Linked DNA regions of Mus musculus: regions 1 and 2 are each linked to region 3. Evidence: chromatin contacts called from public Hi-C and HiChIP or PLAC-seq data. All regions are on one chromosome and are shown on one strand. Each heading gives the region's core, a stretch centred on a gene start, on an enhancer-like site or on the middle of the called end of the contact. The rest is flanking DNA. Distances are from core to core; before and after follow the strand shown. Region 1 overlaps Gm13986 (predicted gene 13986). Region 2 overlaps Eif2ak4 (eukaryotic translation initiation factor 2 alpha kinase 4). Region 3 holds the start of Fsip1 (fibrous sheath-interacting protein 1).

The links. A called contact is a pair of places that touch in the nucleus more often than the background predicts. HiChIP or PLAC-seq counts read pairs in DNA pulled down with a chosen protein or histone mark.
Region 1: a Hi-C map of bone marrow-derived macrophages shows a contact between it and region 3, with 2.5 times the contacts expected there. The contact joins the enhancer-like site here to the promoter of Fsip1 in region 3. A contact is called at or near these places in 2 of 484 Hi-C or Micro-C datasets (bone marrow-derived macrophages and uterus).
Region 2: a contact with region 3 is called in an H3K27ac HiChIP or PLAC-seq map of large pre-B cells, with 4 times the contacts expected there. The contact joins the enhancer-like site here to the promoter of Fsip1 in region 3. A contact is called at or near these places in 2 of 39 promoter capture datasets (embryonic stem cells and hippocampal neurons), 1 of 15 datasets of contacts at CTCF or cohesin (embryonic stem cells), 126 of 484 Hi-C or Micro-C datasets (the 3T3-L1 cell line, 3T3-L1-derived adipocytes, the 4T1 cell line and 66 more), 16 of 115 datasets of contacts at active chromatin or transcription factors (the 230-238 cell line, astrocytes, bone marrow-derived dendritic cells and 7 more) and 4 of 9 other capture datasets (adipose tissue, embryonic stem cells, liver and 1 more).

The regions. Positions count from the first base shown.
Region 1 is chr2:118,025,513-118,028,212 of GRCm38.p6, reverse strand. It overlaps Gm13986 (predicted gene 13986), which reads left to right. Exons shown (of 10, transcript NR_126479.1): 8 at 903-1,066. Among named protein-coding and RNA genes, the nearest start is that of Gm25308, 51 kb to the left of the region's middle. Within about 2 kb of position 1,437, at least 14 of the 459 cell types and tissues checked have an H3K27ac peak or open chromatin away from gene starts, as enhancers often do. A contact at or near this core is called in bone marrow-derived macrophages, where this site is marked.
Region 2 is chr2:118,416,925-118,419,624 of GRCm38.p6, reverse strand. Eif2ak4 (eukaryotic translation initiation factor 2 alpha kinase 4) reads right to left here. Exons shown (of 39, transcript NM_013719.3): 7 at 2,283-2,398. Among named protein-coding and RNA genes, the nearest start is that of Eif2ak4, 30 kb to the right of the region's middle. Within about 2 kb of position 1,359, at least 4 of the 459 cell types and tissues checked have an H3K27ac peak or open chromatin away from gene starts, as enhancers often do. A contact at or near this core is called in Sertoli cells and granulosa cells, where this site is marked.
Region 3 is chr2:118,255,604-118,258,303 of GRCm38.p6, reverse strand. Fsip1 (fibrous sheath-interacting protein 1) reads left to right here and starts at 1,348. Exons shown (of 12, transcript NM_001374672.1): 1 at 1,348-1,504.

The sequences.
Region 1 (2,700 bases), core at 188-2,687, 230 kb after region 3:
ACAAACATCACCACAACTACAACTATCACCATCACAACCATTCTCACCACTACCATGGACTCCCTAATGTGACCGCAATCACCACCATCAAAATAGCTCCAAATGCATGCTCTATTGCTCTAGGGTGATGTTTCTAAAACAAAAATTGGGCCTTTAATGGAACTGTACATTCAAACTCTAGGGACACAGGACTCCTTATCTATATACCCTCAAACCTAGAATCTATTCTCTCTCTCCTCCTCTCTCTCCCCTTTCTCTCTTCTCTCCCTGTCCCCCCTCCCCCCTCTCTCTCCCTCTCTCCTTCTCCTCTCCCTCTCCCCATCCCCTTCTCCCTCTCCCTCTCCCCATCCCCTCCTCCCTCCATATCTCTCTAAAAAGATGGCAACAGACAAAGGCTTGTTTTGTTTTAATGACTGATCCACGTGAGGCCACACCAGGCCATTGAATACAGACATGAAGGAAGTTTTATTTCTTTGTCTCTTCCTCCTTGGACAGAGGCTTGATGATCTCCTTCTCCTTTGCCTGGAGGTGGGTGCTCCTCCGGGCCCATCTGTGCTTCTTTGGTTTTAGACCTGTGAGCCCCAGCCTGGTTAACCATGAGCTTCTTGTGGTTCTTGTCTGCTTTCAGCTTGTGGCTATGTTCCATGAGAATCTGCTTGTTTTTAAATACATTCCCTCTGACCCTCAGGCATAGGCTGTGATGCATGTGGCGGCCACTCTTTCAGATTCACAGTATCTCCTGAGAAACTGCTACAGGGTCCACATTTTTGTCATCCAGGTCACCTTTTTGGGCATTTGAGCATCTGCCTGTATTCCTGTGATCTGTTGATAGGAATTGACATTGGCAATTTCTTGGTCTCACTGAGGTCTAACCAGACCTTTTTTTTTTTTTTTAATCATAGTGGAGGACACTCGAAACAAATTACTGTGCTCCTGCCCCCACCACTGCCTCACTGTTCTTCTTGGTGACTTCCTCTCACTGAAACAAACGCACCACCATCTCCACACTCTGGCTGACTCTACAGTCTCTATGGGAGCATCTCTATATCTCCACACACGTGCAAAGGTATGCACATGTACCATATAGTCTGATGAGGTGACTATCTGAGGACAGCACAGCCCCAAAGAAGCTAGTGTAGCTTTTATGGTCTCTTTTACAGATTTTACATTATAGTTTTGTCTTTGTCCCATTGTGCCACTAGATCACTTTTGTTCTCTGTAAAATTATAATTTCTTTCATCAGATGAAATCTGTTATGTGTTTCTAAGAACATGAGGATAAAAGAGTTCATTTAATCAAATGCAACTCGACCAATGAGCCAAATCTTCTCTTCCTCTTGTTCCAGATTTGTACATGTGAGTGTTTGAGAAAGGCATAATGTGTAATGTGTACATGTGTTTCATGCTGTCTCATGCTCTGAGTCAAATGTATTTTGTGATACTTCTATTCTATTCTAAGCAGTATAGAGAACAGTCACAGATGAGTTTCCAATAAGTGACTGCTCTGGGAGGGACATGCTGTTAGGAAATGACAAGGTCACAGCAAGGTTATGAAGTTTGATTAGTTTGTAAAGTACATTCTGTGCTCTTCAACTGGGAGCCAGACAGATGTTTGGTTCAATTTCACTGAAAAGGTATTTTCCTCAGATCTATACACTAAAGCACGAGAATGGTATGCTTTTTCATAATGCTTGAGCTCCATGTGTTATCCATTATGGATTAAGAGTTCTGCAGATGCCAAAGCTAGTGTCTGCCAGCATAAAGTATAAATGATAAATAGCTTTTAACTACTCCATCTCCAAGGCTTCTCCTCCACTCTCCATGGCCACTACATACAAGATACTGTCTAGCATCCATAATGAGTTTCTAGCACTCTTGGGTAAAAGGCTAGAACACCAGACTGGACCTCTGGCTACTCCCTCTGGCTACTCCCTTTAGTCCTTTCTATTAGTTACAGCCCTGTGTGGAGAAGCGGCCTTTTACTTACTGGAAAAAGAAAAGAGAATTTTAGGTTTGAGATAAATGATTTACTGCTACTGACCCGAATGGGAGTCACACCCTGCACTTTGAGACATCCCAGAAGGTCAGCTGGGAACTCGGTGAAAATGGACTCACCATGTAAAGAGAGGGAAATGGGCATGACGGAGATGCTGACAGAGTCCAGGGGAAGTGACACCAGCACACACACACACACACACACACACACACACACACACACACACACAAGCCTTGATGTTAAAGGAACTCTGAGATATTTCACAACAATGAGAGTACAAAGAATAGATGCTAGAAGCTGACTCAAACTCAGAATGACGATTTGTCAAAGCTCACTTCATATTTACAGTACAGGACAAAGGGAGCCCAGCTGAAGATGCTCTTGAGTTTTTGCAAAGAAAGGAAATATTTTAATTTTCAATGTTTTTAAGTTTTAAGTGACAGAGGACTAAACAAATATTGGTCTGAATTAGTTTTTTCAATGACCTACACATTTAAAACCAATGGTTAGAGAATTTTGAGTGTTTCAATGCAACGGAATCATTGTACTTTCTCCAATGGGTTATTCAGGTCTCTCTGCATGGTAAGCTTGCACATTCATTTTCTGGTTCCATGCGGTCATGCAAAAAAGGGACCTCCACTATTTTTAAATGACCAAAGACACCAAGTGCCAGGAAAAGATCATAGACTGGGCATGGTGAATCTG
Region 2 (2,700 bases), core at 110-2,609, 160 kb before region 3:
ATATTCCGAGCGCATGCCATCAAGCTTTGCTTTCTGTTATTTTAACTGTGGGTTCTGGGGTTGGAGTCACGCCTTCTCACAAGCACTGAGCTATCTCCGCAGCTGTACCCTTTTAGTACAAAAAGTCTAGTTTTTCATGATATTGCTTCACTTTCCTAATGAGACAAATAATTTAAGAGCTGTTGATAATTACATTTTCCATTTGAAAAATCAGAACAAAAATAACCTGCATATATAAGACAGTTTTAGCAAAAGTACTTTGGAGAATTATGGCTGAATTTGCTCACCTAGACATTGCATTTGTCAGGCAGTTTTTACTTCAGGGAAATGCTGGCAATTTAGAGATTTTAATGAAAACAACCTAGTTATCTGCTAGTCATAATGACTTATAAAAGTCTTAGCCTAAGCGGTTAAGACCTTACGTTTGAAAACTTGTCAGCTAAGGGAAGCAACTTTAGGATCATGTGTTGAGTAGCTCACTGGAGATGGTGACACCAAGAATTTATGGGATGGACGAAGAAGAACATGGCTCACATGAAGTCTCACTGCATATGTGTGATCCCAGTGCACTGGCATTCATTCATGTATGTATAACACTTATACTTACATGAAACATTCATGTAATATGTGTGTGCACCTACGGGTGTATGCCACAGCATCTGTGTGTGGGTCACAAGACCACTTTTGAGAGTTGATCCTGTCCTTCTACCATGGAGCTTCTGGGTGTCACTCAGGTTGCTAGGTGAGTGCCCCTATCCACTAAGCTACCTCGACGGCACTGTGTGCAAACAGCTTGACATTTTATAATTGCTGGGGCTTTTACATTATAAATTCATTTTGCTACCTTCATATCACCCTTTTCTTGGTGGAGGCAACCCAGAGAGCAAGTATGCTGAGGCTGAAGAAGTGTGAACAGGACACAGACTGAAGCTGTGCTGAGCCAGCAACAGTTACTTATCCAGACAGCTGTCAGCACCTCACCTACAGCCAGAAACATCCTCTAGTCTCTAAACTACAACTTTCAACTGAAAAACAAACATTATATATTGCTTCTCAAAATGGAAATGTCTTATTGGATATTAAAAAATTAATTAGTTAATAGTTTAAAAAAAACCCAGATACTTCATAGAAATTAGGGTCTATTTCCAACGCCAGACCAATTGGAAATTTTATTTTCCAATGAGAAAATAAATAATTTAGTTAAAAAGGTGCATCTAACTGATAAGCACACAGTGAGACTAAGCCTGAGGTACTGTCTTTCTGATTTCCCAGGTTATTGAAGCGGGAGTTTCATGTTGCCAGCTCACAAATTCGGAATGTCTGAATCAAGGACAATCTCAAGTCCAAGGCCAACCACCTCTGCTGGGGCCTATGTCAGCCCTTTGTCTGTGAATCCTAGTCTGTCTAGGCCGCTAGACACAGTCCCAGGTTGAGTGTCCAGACCAGAGGCTCTTCAGATGTTTGCTTTCTGCCCCTTTTATCTGCTGCCCTCTCCTTAGCTGCTCTCTGGTTTATTTGTACCACCTTAAAAAAGGAGGAAAAAAGCTGAAAGCAAGTGAGCTTGACCTCCGATATACTATCCATTAATTCTGGCAATTATAGGATTGAAAATAGAAGTTAACTGTTCAATTCACTACATAGCAGCAAGCCCTAGCAGCTCATCTAGATGGCTAAGAAAGTCAATTTAGAAAACTAGATTTTTCAATAAATAATTAAAATCCCAAATTGCAGAGAACGGTTCATTTCAAGGAGCCACCAGAGACAACTGCCAAATTAAGATGTAGAGAAAATAAGGTGTTTTTTCCGGCCAGGCACAATGTGCCTTGTAGGATAACGCCAAGCAGACGGACAGTAGGTAACTTAAGGAGATTTGGGGGCTGGGATAGGACTCAGTGGTTCAGTACTTGCTTGGTATGCACAAGGATCTTGGTTCAATCCCTAGTAAGTACCAGGAAGGAAAAAGCAGAGATTTGGTTATCAAAGATCACAAGTATCAGGGCTCATTTTGTTTATACACACTTTCTCAGTAACCAGATGCACATGACGCAATACTTAGAACTATCTGTCCGCTAATATATTTCCAAGAGCACAGTTGTATTTCCATATTACATTACAGGAGCTGAGTAGCTTTTCACCCTAGGGCCCAGAATTACAGCTTCCTGCTAGGATGAGGGTCCTCTTCACACTGTGTTGGCTGAGATGTCAACCTGTAGTCCATTCTGGTACATCAGGGTTAACGTTTGTCACTAAACCAACTTAATGGCCTTGGCTAGTTTACTCACCAACACATCTCCCTTTGTGCACCATGAGCTGATCAGGGCTACCCACAGAGAAATGGAGGATGTCACACGAGCCAGGAGAGGGTTCACCACTACACACAGAATACTGACGTTCTCGCCTGAAAAATAAATGTGGACAATGTTTTTTCCTTTAACTTACAGTTTGACACAGGAAATTCTCACCCCTCCTAATTATTAGCCCATTGAGTCCAGTCTCTATGGGGGATGGAGTTGAAGGTGCTAATGGGAAAATGAATTCCTGCCCACTCTCATTGCTCCCTTTTACATATGAATGCCATAAACTCCATTCAGAGTGGTATGCACCAACCACTCCTATTTACACTGAAATTAAAATTCAGATCCTGGTCAGGCAAGAAGGCTCAGCCGCTAAAAGTGCTGTCTTAAAAGCAAGACGACCTGA
Region 3 (2,700 bases), core at 99-2,598:
AACTACTAGTAGAGTATCACAAACATCTAATTGAGGGTGGGAACCTTGCAGATATGAGGAACACTTGGATTCAGATACACTTGAATGCAGGTCTGGTAGCATGTCCGACTTGAGGATGGTACCAAAGGTGCTGAGCTGAGCCTGGGAGAATGGTGTGGGGAAGACGGTATAGGAAGGGCTGCAGTGGGGAGAGGGGACTATAGAAAAGTGGCTTGATTTTGATCTGCTTAGTTTGCGAGGGTTCTCATGCCTTATGAGGTTCAAGGGAGTCATTTGACCTGGAGTCCGAAACAAAGGATCAATAGCACCCAGATGGTATTCACAGCCAGGGTTTTGCCCTCAGCACCATCTTAACTTGTAGCTGTGATCTTTGGGCAACTCAAGTCATACTTATTTGCTCTGATGAAAAAAGACCAGAGAAACACTGTATTTACCCCAAAGCATGAGGATAAAGGGGCTCTGAGTATGAAAATACCTTGTAAACAACCAAGGGCAATTCAGACTGAAACGCAGCAGAGGTTGCGCGGTACTGAGAATGAAGAAAGAGCATCAGTTTGGTGATCCAGGCAATGAGCCCTAATGCACTGTACACAGAGAAATGATTGGTAGCTGTGGAGGTATATACTGCCATCATAATCCTTCTTATTCTACTACAGCCCAGTCTTTACAGGACGTATATGTATATATACGCATATGTATATATACACTGTATTATACATTATACTTTATGCACACTGCTATTATATACACATGTATTACACACACACACACACTCACACAGCTCTCCAAATTTTACAAGACCTTCACATACGAGATCTGTTTGAGTTGCACATCAGTCTTGCAAGGAAGAGAGGATAGTGATATGGGAAGTAACTGATCTGAGAGGACACCTGGTCGGTAGAACATTCTAGTAGCCGGTGAGAGCTATGTAAACATGGAGATCCTCGTTCCAGAGGCCAACCTGAATATGAACAAACCATTCCCACCCAGAACATTCACTGAAAAGAAGGTTATAGGAGGGCCACAGTCACACCCCCTCCAATCCCAACCAGGACAGCAGTCTTCTTGTAACTTCCGGTCCCCAATACCCAATTCTTTTTTTTTTTTTTTTGCTTTTTTCGAGACAGGGTTTCTCTGTGTAGCCTTAGCTGTCCTGGAACTCACTCTGTATACCAGGCTGGCCTCGAACTCAGAAATCCGCCTGCCTCTGCCTCCCAAGTGCTGGGATTAAAGGCGTGCGCCACCACGCCCGGCTTCAATACCCAATTCTTGAAGGTACGGGACCTTTAAACCTATCGCGAGACTGTGATCTGCGCGCTTCTAGTTGCCAGGGCAACAGCGTTCTTTGAGACAGCGGTCTCCTGCTGCCTCTTTCATCTTCACAGAGGAGGCGGTGGCGGGAAAAACCGGTCCCCTTCGAAGGGAAGTGGAGAGAGTCAGTGTCTAGGCGTCCAGCTTTCTTCCCCACCGAGAAGTTGAGGGGCCGCACGCACCACGGGCAGAGGTTGGTAGCCGCTGGCCACGGCAGAGGGCGAGGTGGAGGTGTGGCCTGATGTGCCAGAGGAGGGTGAGAGGGCGGACTCTGTCCCCGAGGGCTGTGGGTGTGGCCTGTTCGCCCAGGCCAGCATGGGGTGGCCACAGGGGCGTGGCTATGTCTGGGAGTCTCAGAAGCTACTGCCCGGGCAGAGGCGTGATCTCTGCTGAAAACTCTTTCTGCATTAGTGCATCCTTACGAGCCTTCTTCCCACTGAGGTCTGGAGCACTAGTCAGTAGCATAGTCCTTAAAAGTGGCACAGGAAAAATGAGACTAGAGAGAGGGTTTGTAAACATTGATCTGGGACTTAGCTTTCCCAATGGAAGAAATGTAAACCAAACGTATAGGTAGATACCTTTGGGCATCCACCAGCCTGGGGACTATGAATAGGCCTTTCAGACAATAAGACAGGGAGCAAACAATCTGGAGACACAACCAGTTTTGCCTCATCACACCGGACGTGTACTATCTACACGAGCTGATCAAAAAATGTAATAAAACGTTGGCGTGTATGAGCAGTTATTTGTTACCATTAGAATCTGGTCACATCTCTACTTCACTGAATAGCATAAAGTAACTGGTATTTTAATTTTGATTCTTTTGGTGCACTGTGTTTCATTAAATGAGGAAATGTATAAAACAAAAATTTCTTTTTGTCCCAGTTTCCCTTTTTATTGTAGACCTCCATAAGACCGGGATATGATTACTAATAACCATGCAACAGAGTCAGAGAGCCATGTCTTGAAATCTTCTCTGCCAAGGAAACTAATCCATGGTTTTTCAGTTTTGCCTCAGGCAAATGTTTAAGGCAAGGGCAGAAAGCAGCCACTTTCTTTGCCAAATACAGGAATGTTCTGTCCTTCTGTCGCCCAGGTGCTAGTATTGTTTTCCCCTGAAATGGCCTGAGGTCCGTAGGCCTCTGCAGTCTGCCTTGCTCTCAGCATTATTGCCTTCTAACCTCCCACCAGGATGCTCTTTAAGCTCTTCATCAGCATCCAACTGCTTTCCTAGTCCAGAGTCTTATAAAAGAACGCCTTCAATTGACTTACAGCTTCAGAGGCTTAGAGTCCATCATGGCGGAGCAAAGGCACGGAAGCAGAAACAGCTGAGAGCCCACATCTTGATCTGAAAGTAGAAAGCAGAGCTAAGTGGGAAGCTGAGAGTCT